Regions from separate parts of the Gossypium arboreum genome. Here region 2 is linked to region 1. Evidence: chromatin contacts called from public Hi-C data. All regions are on one chromosome and are shown on one strand. Each heading gives the region's core, a stretch centred on a gene start, on an enhancer-like site or on the middle of the called end of the contact. The rest is flanking DNA. Distances are from core to core; before and after follow the strand shown. Region 1 has its middle 13 kb from the start of LOC128294622. Region 2 holds the start of LOC108484335 (protein NRT1/ PTR FAMILY 6.2-like).

Region 1 (4,954 bases), core at 2,104-4,603:
ATCACAATACAATGTTATAACTTTTTTCCATACCAGGAATAACTTCAAGTTCGATTAAGAACTTTTAAAGTCATATTACTTTTTTCCTTGCCTTAAAAACAGCCACATACTCGGCCTCCATAATAGAGCCGGTAGTGCTATGGCTCCACGGCCTAGAATGGATACATTTCTCGATGTCGATTTCCTTAAATCTTTACAGGTTTAGAAGTCTGAGTCTGTGTATCCAACAAGAGTAAGGTTTTCCCTAGAATACATAAGCATATAATCCCTAGTTTTTTTAAGATACCTTACTATATGCTTTACAGCTTGCCAATGCCTGAGACCTGGATTCATCTGATATTGACTAACCATTCCTACTGTGAAACAGATATCTGGATGTGTGTAAAATATCACATACATAAGGCTTCCAACTGCTGAAGCATATGGAACCTTACTCATATGCTTTCTTTCTTCTGCTGTCTTAGGGCAGTCATCTAAAGAAAGATGAAAACCTGATGCAATTAGCTGAACGTCTGGCTTTGCATCGGTCATTGAAAAATGTTCCAATACCTTATCGATGTATGAAGCTTGAGATAGAGCTACCTTTTATTCTTTCAATCCCTAAGGATTCGAATTCCAAGAATATAACTAGCTTTACTCAAGTCCTTCATGCTAAACTGTTGAGCTAACCACAGTTTAACCAATGACAATTCTCCCCCATAGTTTTCGATAAGTAGAATACCATCGACATACAAAATGAGAAGACCACTTTTTTTCATTTATACGCTTCTAAACACAAGGTTCATCAGTGTTTTGCCCAAATCCAAAAGTCTTGATCGTTTGATCAAATATTTTATTCTATGAACGGGATGCCTGCTTAAGCCCATAAATGGATCTTAGCAGTTTGCAAACTTTCTGCTCCTTTCCTTTGACAACATAGCCAATGGTTGAGCCAAGTAAATGATCTCATAAAGATATCCATTCAAGAATGTTATCTTAACATCCATTTGCCAGATATGTAATCGAAAGCAGCGAAAATGGATAAGAGTATGCGAATAGATTTAAGCATGGCTACCGGAGAGAAGGTCTCATCGTAATCGATGCCTTCTTTCTGTGTGTAGCCTTTCCCCACAAGTCTAGCTTTATATGTTTTCACTTTCCCTTCTGCATATCTCTTCTTCTTGTAGATCCAATTACACCTTATGGGTTTAATCCCAATCGGTAAGTCTACAAGTTCTTCAAGTTTATTACAAAAATTTGGGATTTCTTTGTTTATAGGTGGTCCTCTTGAAAAGAGTACACTCATTAGTAATGGTTGGCTTAACAAAGGATCCAACCGCATAGCTAAGGACAGATAGACCACCCATGAAGGAGTACAAGGCATGCGAGTAGTTGATCAATAAGTGATCATCCGAACAATACAAGGTGAGGGTCGTTTGCAGGTTTCTCTAGTTGATTCTCGTGCTGCCATGTGTCTCAATCGGAATGAGGTTGGAGAAAGAGGAGGGGCTAGTGAGGAGGGAGGTTGGTTCACCTATGTCAGGGCCGAGAGCCGAAAAAAATAAGTAGTAGAGAAGAGAATAGAAATGAGAGGATGTTGGAAGGAAAGGAGAGAGCCCTCCTTTATGTTGTGCTTTGGGGGTATTTATAGGTGGGTGATAGTTCCCAAGTGGTCATCTTGAGGAGAATGCACTTGTTAGTAATAAATGGCTTAACAAAGGATTTGATAATGTGGTTAAGGACAGACGGACCACCTATGAGGGGATATGAAGCACGCGGATAGTTGATCACTAAGTGGACCTTTGGACAAGACAAGGTGAGGGTTGCTTGAAAGGTTTCTCTAGTTGGTTCTCATAATACCACGTGCGCAATCAGAAGAACAAAAATCCTTTTTGTTTTGATTCATTGGGCTTCTATATTAGAAACTAAACCAATGTTGCTAAATTGAAAAAAAAAATAAAGCTTCAGAAAACAAAGATTAAATGAAAGATTTAATATCACCAATGAAGCCTTGGCTTATTGGTTAAGGAAAAGGTCTTAAATCATTGAATATTTAGATATGAGTCTCATCATGTACAATTGTGATATGTGGGTCTTGGTTCCATCATGTACGTATACTATATGTAGGTTTTGTTCAATTCTTTTCGATACTCCTTCCACTATGCTTTGTATTGGTTTAATTCCACATTGTAGTTGATCAAACATATACTTATATTTACATTTTAATAGTGATTTTTCATATAAAAAAAGGCAGATTTTAATTAGGAAGCAGGCCAACTTCTCAATGTTTTTTTAAAACCAAACTAATGGTCAAATCAGTTAGGCCAACGATTTGTTGGTCCGACCAATCCAACTAAAAAATATTGAAAATTCAAAAAAATTTCAAAAACACCAGTTCAACCAGTTCGTACCGATTCTCAATCTAACCGGTTTAAAGTAAATCTCCAAACTGGTATCTCGGTAGTTCCCGTTTCGACCAATCAATCCTGTCCGGTCCAATTCAAACAACACTGCAACTTGTTTATCATAGAAGCATTGAAAATTTTGAAGAGGTTTTAACTTTTTTTTAAAATTTGTATTTTTAACAATTGTTGAAATTTGTAGATTTTTTATATTTTTAATGTACTTTAATTTTAAAATACGAAGATTTTAATTTTTTAATAAATTTTTATTATAATATTTAATTTTTAATAAAATTAAATATATTTACTAACATTACATATAAGACGAATGAATAATATGTCAACAATAAAACATGCTAAAACCACCACGTAAACTGCCATGTTAAGCCAATTTTATTTTTTTTAAATGTTCAAGTTGATAACTTAAAATATTATTTTATCCTTTTTTGGAACATAAAAGTGAAATATAATCATTCAAATTTTGTGAACATTTATATAGGAATAATTTTGCAGATACCTTAATTGAATGGGATTGAACAGGTTAAACAAATACCACTTATTTTACTTTTATTTCATATCTGGGTTCTAATTATGAAAGTTGAATCTATTGAGAAAAAGATCCCTCTATATCAACAACAAAACTATTCTATTTAGACCTACCACTATATAAAAGACATTATATATTGGGAATTTCATAAACAAAGTGAAGTTGACAAGAATAATAATGATTGTTCAGTAGGGTCAAGAAAGTTGACTATCAACTCAAAAACCTTGGACAACTCCTATACACAACAACATCAAAAGAAAATGAATAACCTGTAGTACCCAGCATTTCTCATTTCCTCCATGTGACCTGCACGTGCCACAGGGTTTTTGACTTCACACTTATTAAAAATGCAACACTGACACCACTGGAAAACTGATTCAAACCAAACCCACCGGCCATTGCATCCCACTTGCTTCATCAAACAAATGAAAATCCCTTCCTACCTCCCATGGGCCCTTTCCTCTCTTTTCACCCTCTTCCCTTCCACTATCAATATTCTATTTAATGCATGTTTGAACTCACATCCATCTTCATATATAATTAATTTAAATTGTATTAAATAATAATCTCAGCTTAGTTTAATGTTTGATATCTAATCAGTTTAAGATTTGAATCCAAAATTTATAACATGTTTAATTTATTAAAAAGAAGTTTATTGGAAGGCAAGTATATAAGCATATCAACTATGGAAAGCAAAAGTACTATGAAGGTCATTATATTAAAAGTCAAATTATATTTTGCCTTCTCTACTTAAAAAATTAGTAAATTAGTTCTTGTACATTAGATTAAAATGTAAATTAGTCCTTTCTGTTAAAAATTTTATCTATTTATACTGTTAAAAACTGGCGTGATTGACAGAATAACTAGATATTAATATGTGACGTGTCATGTGTACCTCAATACTGACATACAGAGACCAATTTTCAAAAGCATAAATTGATAGAATTTTTAACAAAATGACATATTTGCTCTTTGATTTAATGTACATAAACTAATTGACTCATTTTTAAGTAAAAAGATAAAATATAATCTAACTTTTAATACACGAAACTCTATTATACTCTGTCTAATAGGAGCGAGGAGTGGCACTTTTGGTTAAAAACATGTTCATTGTGGTTAAAAACAAAACATGCATTCTGACGGCTATTTTAAATTGATTTCAGTCTTCTGTTGTAAAAGGTTTGAAGGAATATTCTTTTGAGTCATGTCATCCATATTGGAATTTTTCTCATCAACAGCGGCAAGCTAACCTCCATCAAGTTGCAATTTTCTTTTATTTTCTTCACTTCCTTTTGGTCCGTTGCTTGCATGCAATATCCCTCCAGATCCAGAATATAATACATTTTTTGAGCTGCATTTCCAATCACATGATCCATATAAAATTAGTGGGTAGTAATTATTTGTTGGTGATAGTGGCGTGCGGTATCAGCTGTATTGTAGATGTCGAGCATTAGTTTTATACGCATGTAGATCTTGTATGGGCCAATCAGAGCCACAAACTTCTCCATCTTGCACCATGTTGTTATCCAAAATGGCAGAACCTCGCTTGAGATCAAAATGCTTGTCCACCTCTAATCTCCCTCTCAACTTGCTAAACACTGAAATTAGGATATCATCATTTGACAAGTATCAATTGCTGTTCATGTCTCATTTGATTACACCACCATGTTGTTTCACACCCTTGCTTAATTGAGATCAGAATGCTCCTCCACCTCTAATCTTCCTCGCAACTTGCAAACCACTGAAATTAGCATATCATCATTTGACAAATGCCTACTGATGTTCACCATTCCTTTGCTTTCCAACATTTCCAAAAAGGTAAAATAAACCCAAAAGATTGTATTTAGAAATTAATTAAAAGGATATGTGAAACACCCAATTTAATGTTAATTGGCCGTAAGTGGAGTGGTTCACCATTTCATGAAAATAAATATCACAAGTGTAGTTTTTTTTTTTTTTTAATCAATACAATATGCTTATCAGATATTTAACGAATTTTTAACCACTGCTGCTAATAAATATGGAC
Region 2 (5,305 bases), core at 1,013-3,512, 41 kb before region 1:
CCAATGCTAATGTGCCAGTCCCCTACATCACCATATACATCATAATCACAGTCAAAAACTGATCAATTAAAGATTGAAATGAAAATTTTCTTTTCTTTGTTGCTTTCTTTAACACTCACAAGTGTTTGTATGATAGAAAATATGGCAATTGTCTTGTATCTGCCGAGGAATGTATCAGCAAGAAAGCCACCAAGCAAACACAAGAGAAAAGATGTGCCCATGAAATCTGTGACTACGTTGGCTGAAGTTGAACTTGGCAAATGCAGTGTTCCTCCCAAGTATGTCACAAGGTTAACTGCAATCCCCATTGTTGACAACCTCTCACAGATCTCAATCCCTATGAAATGGTTTCAACAAATCAGCATTATTACATGTTTCACAAATTATTTTATTATCAGCTTTTTTTTTTCTAGTGGGGGAAGTCGATGATTGTAATTTGATGACTAAGAAGCAGAGATTTATTAAGTACTTCAATTACATTAAATAATCAAAAAGGTGAGTGAACCTTTTTCTTTCTTTCTTAAAGGGACGTTAATTGTCAGCAGAAAGTGAAACCTATATAATAATGCTATAAAAGTGGAGTTATTTAATAACATAAAGAATTATGGTGGAAAGTAAATGGTGAAATTCTGCTATTAGTCCTTGTGCTTTGCATAAGTTGTAGATTTAATATATGTACCATAATTTGATCAATTTTAGTCCTTACATTTTTCAAATTGATCAATTTTAGTCATTATATTTTTTCAATTTTTGAAATTTTAGTCTTGACCAAACAGTAATAATTAAATCTGTTTGATTTGCTATTAATACTATATTATGCATAAAGTTATAGATTCAGTCCATGTTCATCAAGTGAATTATTTTCAATTTCTATATTTTAGAATTTCAAAATTTCAATCTTATTATAGTAAGTGACCGTCATTAAATATATTAATTATTTTTCTTGTAAGTAACATATGAATATAACAAGTTAATAAGACATTACATGTAAAATAATATTATCGCATTAATTTTTAAAAATAATATAACTTAATTAATGAATTAGTATGAAGAAGTCTAAAATTTCAAAAATCTAAAAGTGAAGATTAAATTCACAAAACCCAACAAAAAGTAAATTTGGGTCGAAGACATTGCCCTCAGTCATTACTTTCCTGCATGATTGGGACTAGATATATAGAATATCTTCCTTATCCCATAATCCAAACAGAAAATGACATGAATTTTATCCTCATTGTAAGTATTTATGAATTGCAGCTCTGATGGGTCCCATCTGTGTAACTCAAATTTTGGTAAGTGTCTGATAGAGCCAGGTGTCTAATTTGTTTTCCCATGTTTTGAGGACTAGCATTAAGTTTTTCTCTTACTTGTCAAAGGCTTTCATGTATTAGTGCTGAATTTGCTAGTAAATTTTTGTGCTTAATTCTCCAGTTAAAAAATTTTAGACTTATTGTACCAAATATATATATATATAGACTTAAGAGCCCCAACACCTTTGCATGAACTAACCGCCTGTTGCTTTGATGGAATATCACCATCCCGTTTCACACATTCACCAGCAATATTTACTCTCAATTTATTTTTACTTTTTTCTTGAAATACTCATTTGTAACACTAATATTTAATGAATATCTAAATATAAGCTATAAACATACTTGTGTTGGACGTATTTATGTATCCAACACTAGTAACAGAGATTCTATATGATAATATGATGTCACATGGAATGCTGAATGCTTGTCCAGCAAAATAGTGGTAAGCCAAAATGTGTAAAGCTGTCTTAAGTTCATCTCAAACCAGCTCAAATAATGATGGTGAAACAAAATTCAATGGCGGATGGTGTAAATAAGGAGCAAACCTAGAATGAGTGCAGCTGGCATCCAACCACCAGTTTTGGATCTGTCAGCCGGGAAACCCTTGTAGTCCACCTCATCCGCCACCGTCCAACTCATCTTCCCTTCCTGATCAGCCCATCAACAAAATATTTTAGAAGCATTGAACCAAATGATCATGTTCACAAAACAAAGAAGGAAAATGGGTTGTCAGCCATTGTTCATATATAGTGTGCATGGAAACCAAAAACCCACCATGTTTCTGAATATTGTAGCTGTTAAAGAAAGGAAGGAGCACCACAATACTGAAAAAGAAAGACAGGAAAAGGAGAGTAAGGTTGTAATAAATGCCCTTGTCTTTCTTTGGTTGCTTAAATTCGCAACTTGGAAGTCTTGGAAATTAGCTTCCCTTTTTATAGGCAAGAAGATTACAAGTGTAACAAACAATGTTGAAGTTAAAAAACTAAAAAGTGGCTCTCCACTAAGTAAATAAGACAGATTACTAGTCTTATTTTATAGATATATATTATTATATTTCTATGTTAAGGGATTAGGTTTATCGCATTTTTTTTGTGTGGTGGAAGGTTCTGGCACTGATTAAAAACATAGCTTTTTCTTTTTGTTATTAGCAGATATTTTTTGAGAAAATATAAGGAAAATTGTAAAAAGGTGATGGTGATTGAAGAGGGTTAAAGAGGAAAAATGGAATCTGCAACATGCAAAATCACACCTTCAATCATCTCACCTATTCTATGTGGTAGTGAACGTTTTGAACAACAGCACCCTGGCCTACGCTTTTTTAGTGCCTTTGATGCCCCACATCCCCATACCACACATCCAATTTAATGTATTGTATTTTACTAAAGGCAAGCTTAAATTTCTACGTATATACCATAGCTGATTTAGGAAACTATTGAGTTGAAAACATTAATATTATTACAACCGATCCAAAAAAAGAGAAAGCAAAGGTTTTCCTGAAAAAGAGCCAAAAGAGAGTGGGGTTAAAGGATTTAACACTGAAATGAATTGCGATATGTGACCTTTTTTTGACATGAAAAGAATGTTGCAAAGGTGCATAAAGGATTATATCTATCATACACCGCAAAGTGGTAGTTCTTTATGCTTTTCAACTGTCAATTTTGGTGAAAGTAAAGGGTATTGCCGACTTTCTTTATTGTGAGAAGATCAGGAATGTTTCAATCATGAAAAGTTACAGTTGTGAGGTCTATATGTTAGACCCTAAAACGGATTAGAACTCTAGAGAGGCACTGGTAAGCCACAGTTCTGAGGTTTATATCTTTATCAAAAATTAACAAATGTTACGTATAATGATAATGATAAAATATATTATATTGCTATGAAGTAAACTCAGATTCAAACTTTAAAAATGATATCAACAACTCAAACTTGAAAAAGATACAACAATATCTTGATTATGTTACACCCTAGAAATTTCCTTACCAAAGCCCTAGCATATTAACCAAAGAAAAGTCCTTTCTCATCACCTGATATATCATACATATATATAGCAGAAACTTGTATAGCAGCAATCAAACAAAGAGTCTCCTGAAATCACACGCAATTGTCTGGATATTTTCAATCCAACAGCAGTCTACCTTTTTATCGTACTTAAAAAGAGAACATGAGGAACATGAGTACTCCAATCATTTGAACAACATTACGGGTAACAACAAGTGTGTAAAAGTTGATAATGTTGAATTGTTCTTCTCTTATGGATTATTTAGCTCTTATGTTAATGGCCGCAAATATAACCTTTATTTGTTGTTTTTTTTTCCCGTAGAATAAAACTTTTATTAATAACAAAATAAGCAGTCAATTGCCATGTTTGTTAACAAAACCTAACATGGGAAAAACCCACAAATACAATCAGAACCATATTCCCACAATCAACACCCAAAACAAGTTTAGAGAGATCACCAATAGAAATCCAACAAGCTTTATTTGTAATAGGAAACTAGATTTACAGAGTCCATATATTTCGGATGTGTTCTTTCCTTTTATATGAGATACCAATCAAGTTGATTCTGACGATTAAGGATGTGATCCAAGGATACTTTTAGGCAACACAATTCCTATTATCAATAGGATGACTTCGTCATCATATGGAATTGCATCGAAGACGTTATTTAAGGGATCTTCATCCTCATTAGAAATGAGAATTTGAGAGTGCACATTAATGTTCAATTAGGAACTTCTAGCCGTGCAATTCAAGAGCTTGATTCACTCTTTTGAGAGTTAATCGGAACCTTCCGTAGGAAAAGTTTTGAGTTCTTGAAAGAGTTCACTAGAAGTGTACATAACTCTCATATTTAGAGTTATATTAGTATAGTTTTCATAATATTTAATTTGGAGGTAATGTTATCACTTAGTTTTGTTACATTTTATTGTTTTTTAGCTTAATTATGTTTTGTTTATTTTTATTAATTTTAGAGTTAGTTCGGATTTACTTGTCATTTTCCTCTTTAAATTGTAGGTTTCGAATAAAAAATGGAAGGCTTGCAGCATGGACTTTAGTGTGATGGAGCGTAATCTTCAATTGAGAATTTCCAAATAGCAACTAGTCCACTCCACCACAATTCTGCATCCGGTGAATGGAACGATTAAAACCCTAAAAATAAGGGGTGACCTAATTTAAGAGGAAAAGAGATAATAATAAAAGAAGAAGAAGACTGAAATAACCAACTTGGAGGCTAAGAAACAATTCTCTCACACCAAGAGAAATTTCAAGCATGCAAATACGAGAAGAAAAATAGATCTGGAGTATTCGACATCAGTTTGATAATTATTTTTGTCTCTAGATTATTTCTTTTTACTTTTTCTCAATGCAAGTTTGTTCTAAAATTCTTCTTGTTATGTTTTCTCAAATCAACATGAACTAAACTCTATTTTCTTGGAATGATAATGGGTCCTATTTTTAGTTAATTTATTTATTTTTCTCTTTAACCGTTTCGATCTTTGTTAATTATTTATTCATTCTTGTGCTTATTTAATTTACTTGTCTGGTCACCAAGTTATATTAATTTGATAATCTAAATTTGTCTTGGAAGAGAAAATTAATATTTAGAACTCAATTAAATGGATTAGGATTAAGTTTAGTTGCGTCGACGAATGAGTTAATTTTCGATCAGGATAGGAATATACTTGATGCCCTGATCAACCAAATAGATTTGTTCTTAGGCACTTCACCCAACTTTCCTAGCATAAGAATATAGCTAGTGGGAAAGAGGGATTCACTTAGCTAGATACTGGAAGAGTCTAATTAATGTCATTGAATCCTAGGTTAGTAACTACATAGCTCGAACGATTAAATCAGAGATAATCGATTAACTGAATTAGATGAAGTTAAAGTTCCAATATCTTTAAAAATTGATTGAGAAGCTTAGTAATTTTCATCGTTTTACTTTATTAAAATCTCTTTAGTTCTTTCAGTTTAATTTTAGTAGTAATTAGAATTT

The links. A called contact is a pair of places that touch in the nucleus more often than the background predicts.
Region 2: a contact with region 1 is called in a Hi-C map of leaf, with 2.7 times the contacts expected there. The contact joins the promoter of LOC108484335 here to the enhancer-like site in region 1. A contact is called at or near these places in 2 of 5 Hi-C or Micro-C datasets (both in leaf).

Annotation. Positions count from the first base shown.
Region 1 is chr6:132,553,455-132,558,408 of ASM2569848v2, reverse strand. No RefSeq gene overlaps it. Among protein-coding and RNA genes, the nearest start is that of LOC128294622, 13 kb to the left of the region's middle. Within about 2 kb of position 3,353, at least 1 of the 2 cell types and tissues checked has an H3K27ac peak or open chromatin away from gene starts, as enhancers often do. A contact at or near this core is called in leaf, where this site is marked.
Region 2 is chr6:132,593,185-132,598,489 of ASM2569848v2, reverse strand. It overlaps LOC108484335 (protein NRT1/ PTR FAMILY 6.2-like), which reads right to left and starts at 2,262. Exons shown (of 6, transcript XM_017788084.2): 1 at 2,085-2,262; 2 at 1,856-1,958; 3 at 120-337; 4 at 1-22. The coding sequence starts at 2,087.